Linked DNA regions of Mus musculus: region 1 is linked to region 2. A link is a contact called in public promoter capture Hi-C data. All regions are on one chromosome and are shown on one strand. Each heading gives the region's core, a stretch centred on a gene start, on an enhancer-like site or on the middle of the called end of the contact. The rest is flanking DNA. Distances are from core to core; before and after follow the strand shown.

The links. Capture Hi-C pulls out chosen DNA fragments and counts their contacts.
Region 1: a promoter capture Hi-C map of pancreatic islet shows a contact between it and region 2. The contact joins the promoter of 2010320M18Rik here to the promoter of Mau2 in region 2. A contact is called at or near these places in 1 of 39 promoter capture datasets (liver) and 1 of 9 other capture datasets (pancreatic islet).

Annotation. Positions count from the first base shown.
Region 1 is chr8:70,772,667-70,778,442 of GRCm38.p6, forward strand. 2010320M18Rik (RIKEN cDNA 2010320M18 gene) reads left to right here and starts at 4,196. Exons shown (of 1, transcript NR_029440.1): 1 at 4,196-4,940. Pik3r2 (phosphoinositide-3-kinase regulatory subunit 2) reads right to left here and starts at 4,046. Exons shown (of 16, transcript NM_008841.3): 1 at 3,941-4,046; 2 at 1,990-2,686; 3 at 1-29. The coding sequence starts at 2,311. Mast3 (microtubule associated serine/threonine kinase 3) reads right to left here. Exons shown (of 26, transcript NM_199308.2): 26 at 5,451-5,776.
Region 2 is chr8:70,040,677-70,046,714 of GRCm38.p6, forward strand. It overlaps Mau2 (MAU2 sister chromatid cohesion factor), which reads right to left and starts at 2,058. Exons shown (of 19, transcript NM_001376946.1): 1 at 1,716-2,058. The coding sequence starts at 2,009. Sugp1 (SURP and G patch domain containing 1) reads left to right here and starts at 2,111. Exons shown (of 14, transcript NM_027481.3): 1 at 2,111-2,404. The coding sequence starts at 2,371.

The sequences.
Region 1 (5,776 bases), core at 2,946-5,445, 730 kb after region 2:
CTGCTCTGCCAGGTCTGGGAGTATGTGGCCTGGAAGGAAGGGGCAGGGCGTGAACACTCATGCCCTCTATGCCTGCAAGACTGTGCAGCCGCCCAGCTTGGGAACCCAGGGCACAGGGAGCGCTGTGTCAGTGGGAGTTATTTCCGAAGTTTACCACAAGGAATCTGCAAGCCCAGGGATAGTGGAGGACACGAAGGACGGTAAGAGCTCAGTGCAAGGTGTGGGAGTGGACAGCCATCACTCCAGCACTCTGGGGATGAAGGCAGGAGGCCTGTGTTATACAGAACCTGTCTCCAAAAGCAAAAGAGGTGACAGTGCAGACGGCTTCTGTATTCAACTGGAACCGCCAGAGAAGCCCACACCAGCCCTCTTCACTTCAGACGCCTGGCCTCTACAAACATGCGGCTGCACCTATGAGGTCTCGAGATGACTCATGAGGCAGCGAGCAAAGCTCACACAGGCGTTGGCTCTACTACGGTCAGCTGTGCAGCCCCGACCTCAGGGATCACCACTCTGGGCTTTACACTTCAAAGAAAATTGCCAGACTGGAGTATCTTTTTGTTTTAGATTTTATTTTGAGACAGGGTCTCAGTATATAGATCAGGCTGGCCTGGAACTCCCAAAGATCCTCCTGCCTCTGCCTCCTAGAGTGCTGGGCTTAAAGGCCTGGGCCACCAAGTCTGATGCTCTTTTGTTTGGCTTTGAATCAGAGACCTACTATGTAGCCCTAGTGGCCTCAAACCCAAAGCAATTTTCTGGTTGGGATTACAGGCATCCCCACACCTGGCTTCCACCCTCCCCCACCGCAGCTTCCAGGCCCAGCCCCCTTCCAGTAGTGCCTGGTTCCCATGTAGGGCCTTTTGTGCACAGGTGTCTGGCTGGCCTTGGCAAGGCTCTGCCTGCCCCTACCATCTGGGTTGGCTCTGGCCCTCGGCAGGGATGCCCTGGCATGCAGGAGAGGCAAGCCAGGGCCTGCGGGGCCTCTCTGAGTGGAGCTGGCCCAGCTGTATGGAAAAAAAAAAAAGAAAGAAAAAGAAACAACCTCCCCAAACCTGTAGGAGAGGAGAGGAGGTGGGCAGCACCCTGCCAGCAGGGGAGGGCGGATACAACAGCCAGGGACCCCAATGCCAAACGGAGGCCCCACTGGTAAAAGCCTCACCCCCTTCGAGATGCAGGAGGAGCTGGCTGAGTGGTTCCAGGTGGTTCTTCAGGACTCGGAGGTGCGGCCTTTGCTGGTGGGGAAACTGAGCCTGCAGAGGGCCGCCCTCAGTCCTGAAGGTTTGAGGGTGAGGCGGGGCATTTGAGATGGCTGGACCTTGGCCAGCCTGGGGAGGGAGGCGGCTGTTACTGGGGCAGCCACAGGCTCTGGCTGTGAGCCCGGATGGGCTGGGGCCCTGCAGCTCTCAGGGCCAGGCCTGGGCTCTGGGGACGCCAGATGCTGCGTGGCCTGAGCCAACCTCCCAGGCCTCAGCTGTGCTGCAGATCCACCCACCCCAAGTGAGGGGCTACAGCCATGTAACTGTCTGCATTAGACATCGAAGCCACATAGCTAGTCTTAGAACATTCTGTGATCCTCCTGCCTCAGCCTTCTCAATGCTGGGATTACTGGCATGCACCTCCACTTCCGGCTGCCTGATTGTCTTCAACAGGTTTGTGGGGTCCTTGCCTCCCACTCTGCAGCACACTAAGGCCAGACATCCCACCTTTTCTGGCATTATGGCTCAGTAAGAACAAGGTTAGAAGCTCACATAGGGGCCTTTGCAGGAGTTGTGCTCTGTGCCTGGAGGGCCTAAGCCCTCAACTCCTCACCACTCTGGTCACCAGAGTGACACATTCTCACTTCCTGAATAAGAAGCCTGACCAGGACCTGGCTCCAGGGGTGAGCTCACTGACAGCAGCGTCCCAACACAAGTACCCTACATTCACCAGAGAAAAGAGACCACAGAACAGTCTGAGTGGACTCATTCCTTCTCCACGGTGTCTGCTCACCTGACTCAGAAGATCCATCCAAGGGCCTGGCGGGCAACGGACGGGGCCCCCGTGGGCGAGGGCCTGGTCGAGCCAGAGCCACGGGTCCTAGGAACTCCACGTATGTCCCGGGGAAGTCCCCTCGCTGTCGGGTGCGCTCGTTGAAGCCAGGCATCCAGCCCACATTGTGTGGGCAGCGCTCTCCTCCATCAGCCACACCAAGTGCCTGTAGGGCCACCCGGCTCACCACCAGGAGGTCCCCAGGGAGCAGCTCCAGGTCTTCAGGCCGCTCCCGGCGGAATGGGTACACAGCCCTGTACTGGAAGCCCTCGGCTCCTGCCATGGCTGGCCTGGGGGGTTCTGGACCGTCAGCTGGCTCCCCGGGGCTCTAGGGACCCCATGGGCTGGTGCGGCCTGTGTGGTGGGCTTGTAGACCTCTACTTCCAGAAGTCACAGGCGACCTCGGGGGCCGCACATGCCTAGATGGCCATCTGTCACAGAGGCCACCATTTAGTCACCTGTGCAATGATGTTCCTGGTGTTTTCTCAAATTATTTGGCTTGTGTCACCCATCAGATGGTCAAGCTGGGATAGGTGGATCACTCCTTCATTAGCTGGGCTGTGGGTGCCCAGGCTTACTGGCTCTTCAAGATGTGCCTGACACCAGACGAAGGGACCCAGACCACAGGCTGCTACCATGCTCAGCCGGGAACACCAGCCTAAAGGACATGGACAAGGCGGAGTGAGCCAGGACAGAATCCCCCAGTGACCTTGGGGCTGGCCCCTGTCCCACTACTGATTAGTCTCCCCATCCGAGAGGCCACACTGACAGCCTTTCTTCGGGGTGCTGGGAGCTGAATGCTTTGCTGTCCCCACTAGGGTTGTGGGAACTGAAGTTCAGAGCTCTCTGAAGAACCCCACTCATCAGGAGGAAGCCAACCACAGATGCACCCAAGTTCAAGGCAGGAACAAAGACAGTGACCACATGGCCAGTTAGACTTGGGGTTATTGGGGAACCCCAAGAAGGGGTTGAACACCTGAGCAGTGGACATGGCCTATCAAGAGCTGTGGCCTGGGTGGGCATCCAAGGAAACAGAAGCCTTGGTTCCTGCAGGGGAGGTTGAGACAGGGTGCAGGGGTGTCCCCAGCTTGCCTTAGCCTGGGGCTCTCTGGTGATGCAAGAGAGGGGAGGTGTCAAGAAGAACCATGGTCACCTTAGTGCCACAGTAGGATGGGGACAGGAGCTGGACACCCCACATTGGGTCCTAGCCTGGGTCCCCATTCCAGCCTGCAGTTGGGTCTTCTGTGCATCCTCCTGGGGGAGCAAGGCTGACAGGTCCTCGTATAGGGACAGGGCAATGCATAGACAGACCGGTTCCTGCAAAGGCCCGATGGTGGAAGACGCCTGTCTAGGATGCAGAGGCTTTCAGAAAGAAGCCATGAAAAAGGCGTTTAGCGTGCCAAGGGGAGGGTCTGGGCTTCATCCCCAGATCTCGGGGACCCGGTGCAGGTGTCCTAGAGGGACTTAAGGCTTTGTGGTCCAGGGTATCCGGTGTGACTCACTGTCCGGCCTCTTGTGGCCTGCATGTTATAGGTAGGGAAACTGAGGGTCGGAGAGGCCTCTCCTAAGAAAGCCACCCGTCTGCCCGCCCCCGTGCCGAGCACGTCTGCACACCATGGGGGGAGGGTATCGCGGAACCCCCAATGCAAAAGGAGGGGCCTACGATGCACGCATAGTCTGTGTGCTCACACAGACGGGCCCCTAGACCCTCGTGCACCCCGAAGACCCCTGGACGACGGAAGTGGCCGGATCCGGGGTCGTGTCCCGCTCTCCGCCCCGTTGCGGGCGGGGACCTCCCGGCCTTAGAGACCCTGTCTCTACCCCGCAGGCTGCACAGCCCCACGCTCAGCTCGGAGCCCGGTTTTGTGCGGCTCCTTCTCTCCTCGGGTCCTCCCCACCACCATCGACTCACCCACTCCGGCCGCCGTCGCCACCACCACGACCGCCGCCGCCGTCGCCGCAGCCGCGGGATCCCTGCGTCAGCCACCGTCGCCGCGGTTCCAAGCCTTCGGGCCCGCCCCCAGGCGGAAATAGCCGAGCGCACTCGGGTCGGGAGGGCGGGCCTTTCCCCCCACACGAGGCGGAGCCCGAAGACCGAGGCACGCGGGCAAGCCTCCGGAAGCTGCCGAGTGTGCTCCCGCGGGAATGGGAGGCTGGGCTTTGCCACGAGACAGCCGAGGCTGGTCGGAGACAGCCGAGCACGGCCGTCGGAGGCTCACGAAAACACTAGAAAGCGGAAGGGTCGGGAACGCATTCGGTCCGAAGCTGGGCTCGGTGGACTTGGGACTCTGAGATACCCGAGCCATTCCGGAAGCAGCAGAACGTGCCATAACAGGGGTTTGTTTGTGTTTTTTACGAAGTCGTGAACCTGCCAGACCGCGGAATGTGTCTGGGAGGAACCGAACGACCTCAACTCCAGGCCTTGGGAGTTGACTCGGAGGCCGCCGATAGCTTCCGGAAATTGCCGAAGGTCCACTGGACGAGCTCGGCAGCTGTACCCTCAATGGAGAGCCGCTGGTGGAAGGAATGGAAGGCGAAGGCACTGCCATGACAACCCTAGGCGTCCGGAAACAGCCGAAGTGTCTCCGGCCCAACACGCGCGAGAATGCGGCTTATCAGCGTCCGGAAGCGAGATTGTTTCCGGAAATACGGACAGACTCTGGCGAGACGGAGAGAACCAGAAGTTGCCGAGCTTGTTCGGCTGATTTCCGAGGGATTCATTTATCTATTTTAGCTCACCGCAAAGACTAGGGTAGAAAATTGGGACGGAGGGGTTGCAGCGAGAGTTCGGCAGTTAAGCATGCTCACTGCTCTTGCACAGGATCCAGGTTCAGTAAATTACAGCCGCGTATAACCCGACTGGAATTAAAAGCAAGAGCTATGACGCCCAGCGTTTTGGATTTTTCCTTTTTAAGATTTTGTGTTTTTCTTCATGTTCAACTGTGCGCCTTGTGAGTACCTGGTGTCTGTGGAAGTTAGAAGAGACATCGGATGCTCTAGAACTTGAGTTACGGCTGTGAGCTGCCATGTAGGTGCTGGGAATACAACCTGGGTCCTCTAGAAGAGCAGCCAGTGCTTTTAATCATTGATTCCTTTGGCTTTATTATTTGAAACAGGGTCTTGTTATTAGCCCAGGCTGTATCTGAACTCATGATCCTTCTGCTTCGTGCCTCCCCACGCCCCCACCTCCAAGTGTTAGGATTACATGTGTATACAGCCATGCCTGGAAACACTTCATTTTAGAGATGAGATTTTGCCCTATTGCCCTAGCCAGGATCCCAGCCTGCTAGGTAGCTGGGATGCAGGCTGGCTTGGATTAAGTGTTTAACCAAACCCCTATACAGCCAACAAAACTCACTTAGATGATATCGAGCCATCAGTTTTTCCCTACCCCCAGCCACTCACAAATGCACACACCAGTATCAGATGTCTTCATGGGACTTTATTTGATGCCAGCTCCAAGATGGGTAGAGGGCTACTCATGCACAGCCTTGGTCTCCCTTCCAGCAGAAGGTACTGGCTGCGAGTCAGGGAGGTGCAGAGGGTTTGAGTGCCTGCGAATTCCCCTCGTGGAGTGTGTAGAGCTGCACCACTGGCAACCTACTACATGGCTGCTAGATCACACAGCATGGGAGTCTGGGCTCCCCCATGGCCATGCTCACAGTAGGGCTAGGAGAGCCTGTCCTGGGCTGCCACTCTTACTGGACCATTGTGGGACATGCCTCTGGCCTTAGGAACCTCAGCTTCT
Region 2 (6,038 bases), core at 808-3,307:
TTAACTCACAAATTTGATTAGCCCAGGTTTTTGGTCTTTTTGAGGTAGGGTTTCTCTATGTAGCTCTGGCTGTCCTGGAACTCCTCTGTGAACCAGGATGGCTTCAAACTCAGAGAACTGCCTACCCTGCCACTGCCCAGCTCAGGTTTCACCTCTTTTTTAAATGTATGTGAGCACACTGTAAGCTGTCTTCAGACACACTAGAAGAGGGCATCAGATCCCAGTACAGATGGTTCTGGGAATTGAACTCAGGATCTCTGAAAGAAGAGTTAGTGCTCAGAACTGCTGAGCCATCTCTCCAGTCCCATCCCTGGTTGGTTCTGTTGAGACAAGGTCTTCTATGTAGCCCTGACTCTTTGGCAACACTCACAGAGATCCATGTGCCTGTCTTCTGAGTGCCAGGATTAAAGGCATCTGCCACCCTACCCAGCTCTTTTTGATTATAATTTTTTAAAATTAATGGTATTATTTGTTGTGTATGATATGTATGAGTGCAGGCAAATTTGGAGATCAGAAGGCAATTTTTGAGAGTGTTCACCTTCCACTCAAACTCAAGTTATCAGGCTTGTGCTGCAAAAGCCTTTACCCACAAAGTCATCTAAGCAGACCTGCTTTCTTTGAGATATTCTTCCTGTGTAGCCGAGGCTAGCCTCTTGCCTCTCCCTTGAACATGTACATCACAGGTATGTGCAACTATGCCTGTAATCTCAGTACTTGGGTGGCCAGGAAGGATGACAGCTGGGAATTGAGACCAATTCTTTGCTACATCGTGTAAGACCACGACAACCCCCCCCAACACAAAAACAAACAAAAAACCCAAACTTCACACAGTGTGGTCTTTGCTAAATCACTTTACTTAGCTAAGCCTATACGGTTTCACTCTTGAAATAAGGAAGTTTATTGGTTCAGTGAGGATTAGAAGCTCTAACTATGCACAGTGTGGGAAACAAGAATTTTGATCCCCTCCTGAAGGCAATTTACTAGACTGTCTGCAGGTCAGAACATTAAACATCTGAATAGTCAAGGAAACAAAGATAGGAAAATGGCAAAAAAGAGGCGGAGGTGTGGAAGAGACACAGTTGCCATGAGAAGAAACAAGTCTTACTGAGAAGCTGAATGACAGCTACCTCTTGAAATTCTGTGAAGCACCAAGACGTCACAAATCAAGTTGGAGGCGGAGTGGGGACTCTTTCAAAGATGGACCATTTCGTGGTGGGAGAAGAAGCCACCAACAGTGAGACTGACCTCCAGACCCCCGAGGTGCAAGTGACTCTAGAAGCTACTTTCTGCACTTCAGGTCCTCACAAGGCAACAACGTTCAACAAGAGGCTGAAGGCCTCACCTTCCCCAATATCCATGCCACAAGGATCTGGGACTCCAGACCTAGACACCTGACTGTCAGAAGTCCTGGACTTTCAGATTTCCTGCGACCTCGCTTTCACACGTCAGGGAGCTCGCATCTCTTCCTTAGGTAGGTGCTTCTAGGCTGACGCTCTGGGTCCTGTTCCCGCGGCCACCCGACTAGGAGGGTCCCCGATGCAAGCACCAAGTAGCTGAAGAGGGACAACTTTCCCGGTTCCCGGGTGAGAGGGCGTGGCGGAGCCGCGTCTGTCACCGCAGGTGAGGGCGAGGCCTTCGGAAGTCCCAAGCCCGACGAGGCGGAGAGGATCGAGTCCCCGGTACCCGCGGCCCGCCCGCCTGGCCCGCACACTCACCGCCTTCTCCAGGTGGCTGCGCGCCTGCTCGCTGTTCTTCGTGTGGTGGTAAAGCACCGAGCCGAGCTGCAGGTGCGTCCGGGCCTCGATCCGCTGAGGCGGCTTGAAGGGGAACACGGCCTGCAGGCAATGAACGCACAAGCGGATCTTGGGCGGGCTAGATGTTCGGAAGTGCTCGGCGAAACCCAGGAGAGCCAGATACCACGACTCGGCTGCCTCGGCCTGTGCGGCCTGTGCGGCGGCAGCCTGAGCTGCAGCCGCCGCCTGCGCCGCAGCCGCCGCCTGTGCCGCCATCTTGGCCCGCACAACAACAAGCCGCCTCCACAGAGAGGCGGAAGCACCTTGAGGGGCGGGGCCTGGCGACCCGCAATTCTCGCGAGAACTGCTACGCAAGGACTTCTGGGTCTTATGGTGTGTGTTCGAAGTGGCTCCGACTGAGGAAGACTCTGAGGAGAGGATGATACCTCTGCATCATCGTAACTGAGAGTAATACACGTTCGTGAACTGACGCCGGCGTTTCTGTGGAGAAGACGCCCGGTGTCCTAGAAGGGGGTTGGACGAGATTGTCGGAGAAGGACTACATTTACCATCAGACCAAGCGCACTATAACAGAGCCTCCCTCTTCTCAGGTGGCGCCGGAGCATTGTGGGATTGGATGAGTCTCAAGATGGACAACCGGGATGTTGCAGGTAACATCCCCCGACTTCCCTTCGCCGCCCGCCTGGGTTCTCGCGACTGCACGTCTCCTGTTCACCCTACTTTCTGTCACGGACCTGACACGCGGACTTCTCGCCTCAGCCCCAGGGAAACTTACAGTAACGTTGCGTGTGCCCTTCTCTGGTCTGCCGAGACCCCAGACTCGGGTTCGCCCCCCAACCCCCGCCCGTGGCTGAGGAGCGCTCCTGGTCTCCCTCAAAGGCCTGGGCGCCGGGTGGGAACCGCATGGGCTTTCCCAATAAACTGCTCTCGGGCCGGTGGCATCCACAGCGGACAGCCTGGGACATCCCTCCTGCCCCTCCGGTCCCCTTTGGCTTGGGTCCTGCCTTGTGGGAAATGTGCGTTTCCGAACTGCACTGGGTCAGCCAGGGCGGTTTCCCACGGTTACGGGTTTAGCTCTCCCTGTGCCCCTAGGATGAAATGCATTTGCCCATTCACCATATGCTTCCACACTTGCTGGGTGCCAAACGCTGTGCTAAGCTTGCGTGTCAGTGCACCTGGAAGCAAATTTTGCAAAGAACTAGTTCTCGTGACGTGAGGTTGGATGCTGCTAATATATTGAAGGTCAGGGAAGGCTTAACAGTTTTTAAAAATCCATTTGTCTTTATGTCTTTGTGTGTGAGTACCTGGAGCTGGAGTTATAGTAGGCCACCTGGATGTTTGCTTGGATTCTCTGGAAGAGTGACAAGCACTCTTAACCTCTGAGCCATCTCTCTGGCTCCATGAAAAGTCTTTCTTGAGTACAAGATGTTCCATATGAGTAGATGCTGTCTATAGGAAGGCAGAGGTTTCACCACAGAGGCTGGATAGGCCTCAGAGTGGACTAGGATTGTCTCCTTGGAGATTGTTATGAATGAAATGGAAATAATTAGGGGTGTCAACTCTGGTAGTGTCTAGGGAGTCAGTTTTGCTTTCAACATTTAGAATTTAAGGGCTGACGAGATGGTGGTAGTTAAAATGCTTGTTGCCCAAGAGTGAGGACCTGGCTCCCCATCTTCAGTACTCATGTAAAAAAGCCAGATGTACTGTTGTGTGCCTGAAAGCACAGGACTTCGGACTGGACACAGGTGGATTCCTGGGGTGTATTGGCAGCCACGCACTGAAACGGGCTTTAAGGTTTTGTGAGCTGCTCTGTACCAAAAAATTAGGCAGAGCGACAATAGGAATGCTTTTAATCCCAACTCCTGAGGGGTAGGTGGACATCTGAATTCAAGGTCAACCAGGGCTGTGCAAACTGAGACCCTGTCTTTTTTTTTTAAGTTGGTGAGTGATGGCCTATGTTTTTAGTCCTAGAACTTGGGACATTGGAAAGTGCAGGTTGGTCTCAGTGAGTTTGAGGCCAGCCTGGTCTACAGAGTGAGTGCCAGGTGTTGGAAGGTAAAGGTGGGTCTCTGAGTTTGAGGCCAGCTTGGTCTACAAAGTGAGTTCCAGGGCTATACAGAGAAACCCTGTCTTGAGAAAATAAAAAACAAACAAGGGGGAGAAAAAAGAAAGAGAAGATACCTGATGTCAACCTCTGGCTTGCACAGTGCCTATGCACATACATACAAATTTAGTGTTTAAACATAGCATAGTGGCACATGTTTGTGATCTGCACTGGAGAGTCAGAGGGAGGAGGCTTGTTTCAAGTGGAAGCCAGTCTGGTCTACATAGGAAGAAAATGGGCTGGTGAGATGGCTGAGCAGTTAAGAGTACTTGCTGTTCTTGCAGAGTACCTGATATCTAGCATCCACTTGTCAGCTCACAAGCATTTATAACTCCCAGGCAGTCACATGGTACACAGTCACCCACCCCCAAACCTTTTAAAAAATATATTTAGATAAATGTAGAATTTTTCCTGAGAACCCTTAGGATACAATTCTAGGGTTTGTTGTTGTTTTGTTTTGAGACAGGGTCTCAGTACATATCTGTGGTTGGACTTGAACTTACAGAGATCTGTCTCCTTCTGCCTCACCAACTCTGGGGTTAAAGACCCAACTACGCCCCCCCCCTTTTTTTTTAAATGATAGTAGACACTTTTTTTTTTAATCTTTGAGAACAGTAGTTCTCTCTTTCTCTCTTTTTAAAAAAGATTTATTTATTATTATATCTAAATACACTGTAGCTGTCTTCAGATGCACCAGAAGAGGGCATCAGATCTCATTACGGATGGTTGTGAGCTACCATGTGGTTGCTGGGATTTGAACTCAGGACCTTTGGAAGAGCAGTCGGTACTCTTAACCACTGAGACATTTCTCCAGCCCTACAGCCCTATTTTAATGAAGCAGAGTCTCATTAAGCCTGTGTTTGTCTGGAAAGCATGTACCTCCTGCCTTAGACTGGATGACTGCTGTGTGTGTACACACATGGCACTGGCATTTTTGCTCAAAGCCAGTGATTTGTTTTGGTCATCTTGCTGTCTGTGCACTTTCTCTATGTCAGAATGATCTCCCTGTCCCCAAGGTCATATTAAAACTAAGGAAAAAAAATTAGTAGAATTGGCTGACTCAACCCAAGCTTATAATCATAACACTTTGGATCAGTGGTTCTCAACCACCACCACCATCATCTCCTCCTCCTCCTCTTCCTCCTCCTCCTCCTCCTCCTCCTCCTCCTCCTCCTCCTTCTTCTTCTTCTTCTTCTTTTTGGTTTTCGAGACAGGGTTTCTCTGTGTATCCCTGGCGTCCTGGAACTCACTCTGTAGACCAGGCTGACCATGAACTCAGAAATCCGCCAGCCTCTGCCTCCCAAATGCTAGGATTAAAGGCATGCTCCACCACTGCCTGACGGTTCTCAACCTTCTTAATGCTATGACTTTCTAATATAATTCTCATGTTATGGTGACTTTCAACCATAAAATTATTTCATTGCTTCTTCATAACTGTAGTTTTGCTACTGTTGTAAATTGTAATGTAAATATCTGGTGTACAATATGTGACCTCTTGAAGGGGTCCTGACCCACAGGTTAAGAACCCCTGCTTTGGAGGCACAGAAAAGAAGGAGTTCAGCATCACTCTTGACTATACAGTGAGGTTGTAACCAGCCTGGGCTATGTGAGATCTAAATAAAGAAATACAGATTAAAAGACTTATGGAGGTCTGAGGAGATGGATCACTGGGTAAAATTCTTGCTGTGTGAACATGAGGATCGGAGCTTGATGCCCAGAGAGAGCTCATGTAAATCTGGGTGCCTTATCAGCTTCTGTAATCCTGATGCTTCTATTACCATAGGAAATAGGAGGTAAAGCCAGGATGCTCCCTGGAATCTTGCAGGGAACCTAGCCTGGCATAGACAGCTATGAGCAATGTTTCAAGGTAGAAGAAAAGAACATTAGTACCACCTTATCCTCTGACCATGTGTGGTGCTATGGACATATGTGCCCCACATGTCCATGCACACACACAAAAAGACTTAAACAAAAAGACTCATTGGATCTTGTTACTTGTTTACTAAATCCCACCTTGTCATTTGCCAAAGCCCGAAAAATTATATCCACAGACCGTGTCACATCCAGTTTCTGCCCACTCCAGTTCCTCTGGCCCCACTGAGCCTCTTGTTGTTCTCAGATGTGCAGTGCATCTTCCTGTCTCGGGCTTTGGCATCTACTCCACCTCCCTGAATCCCACT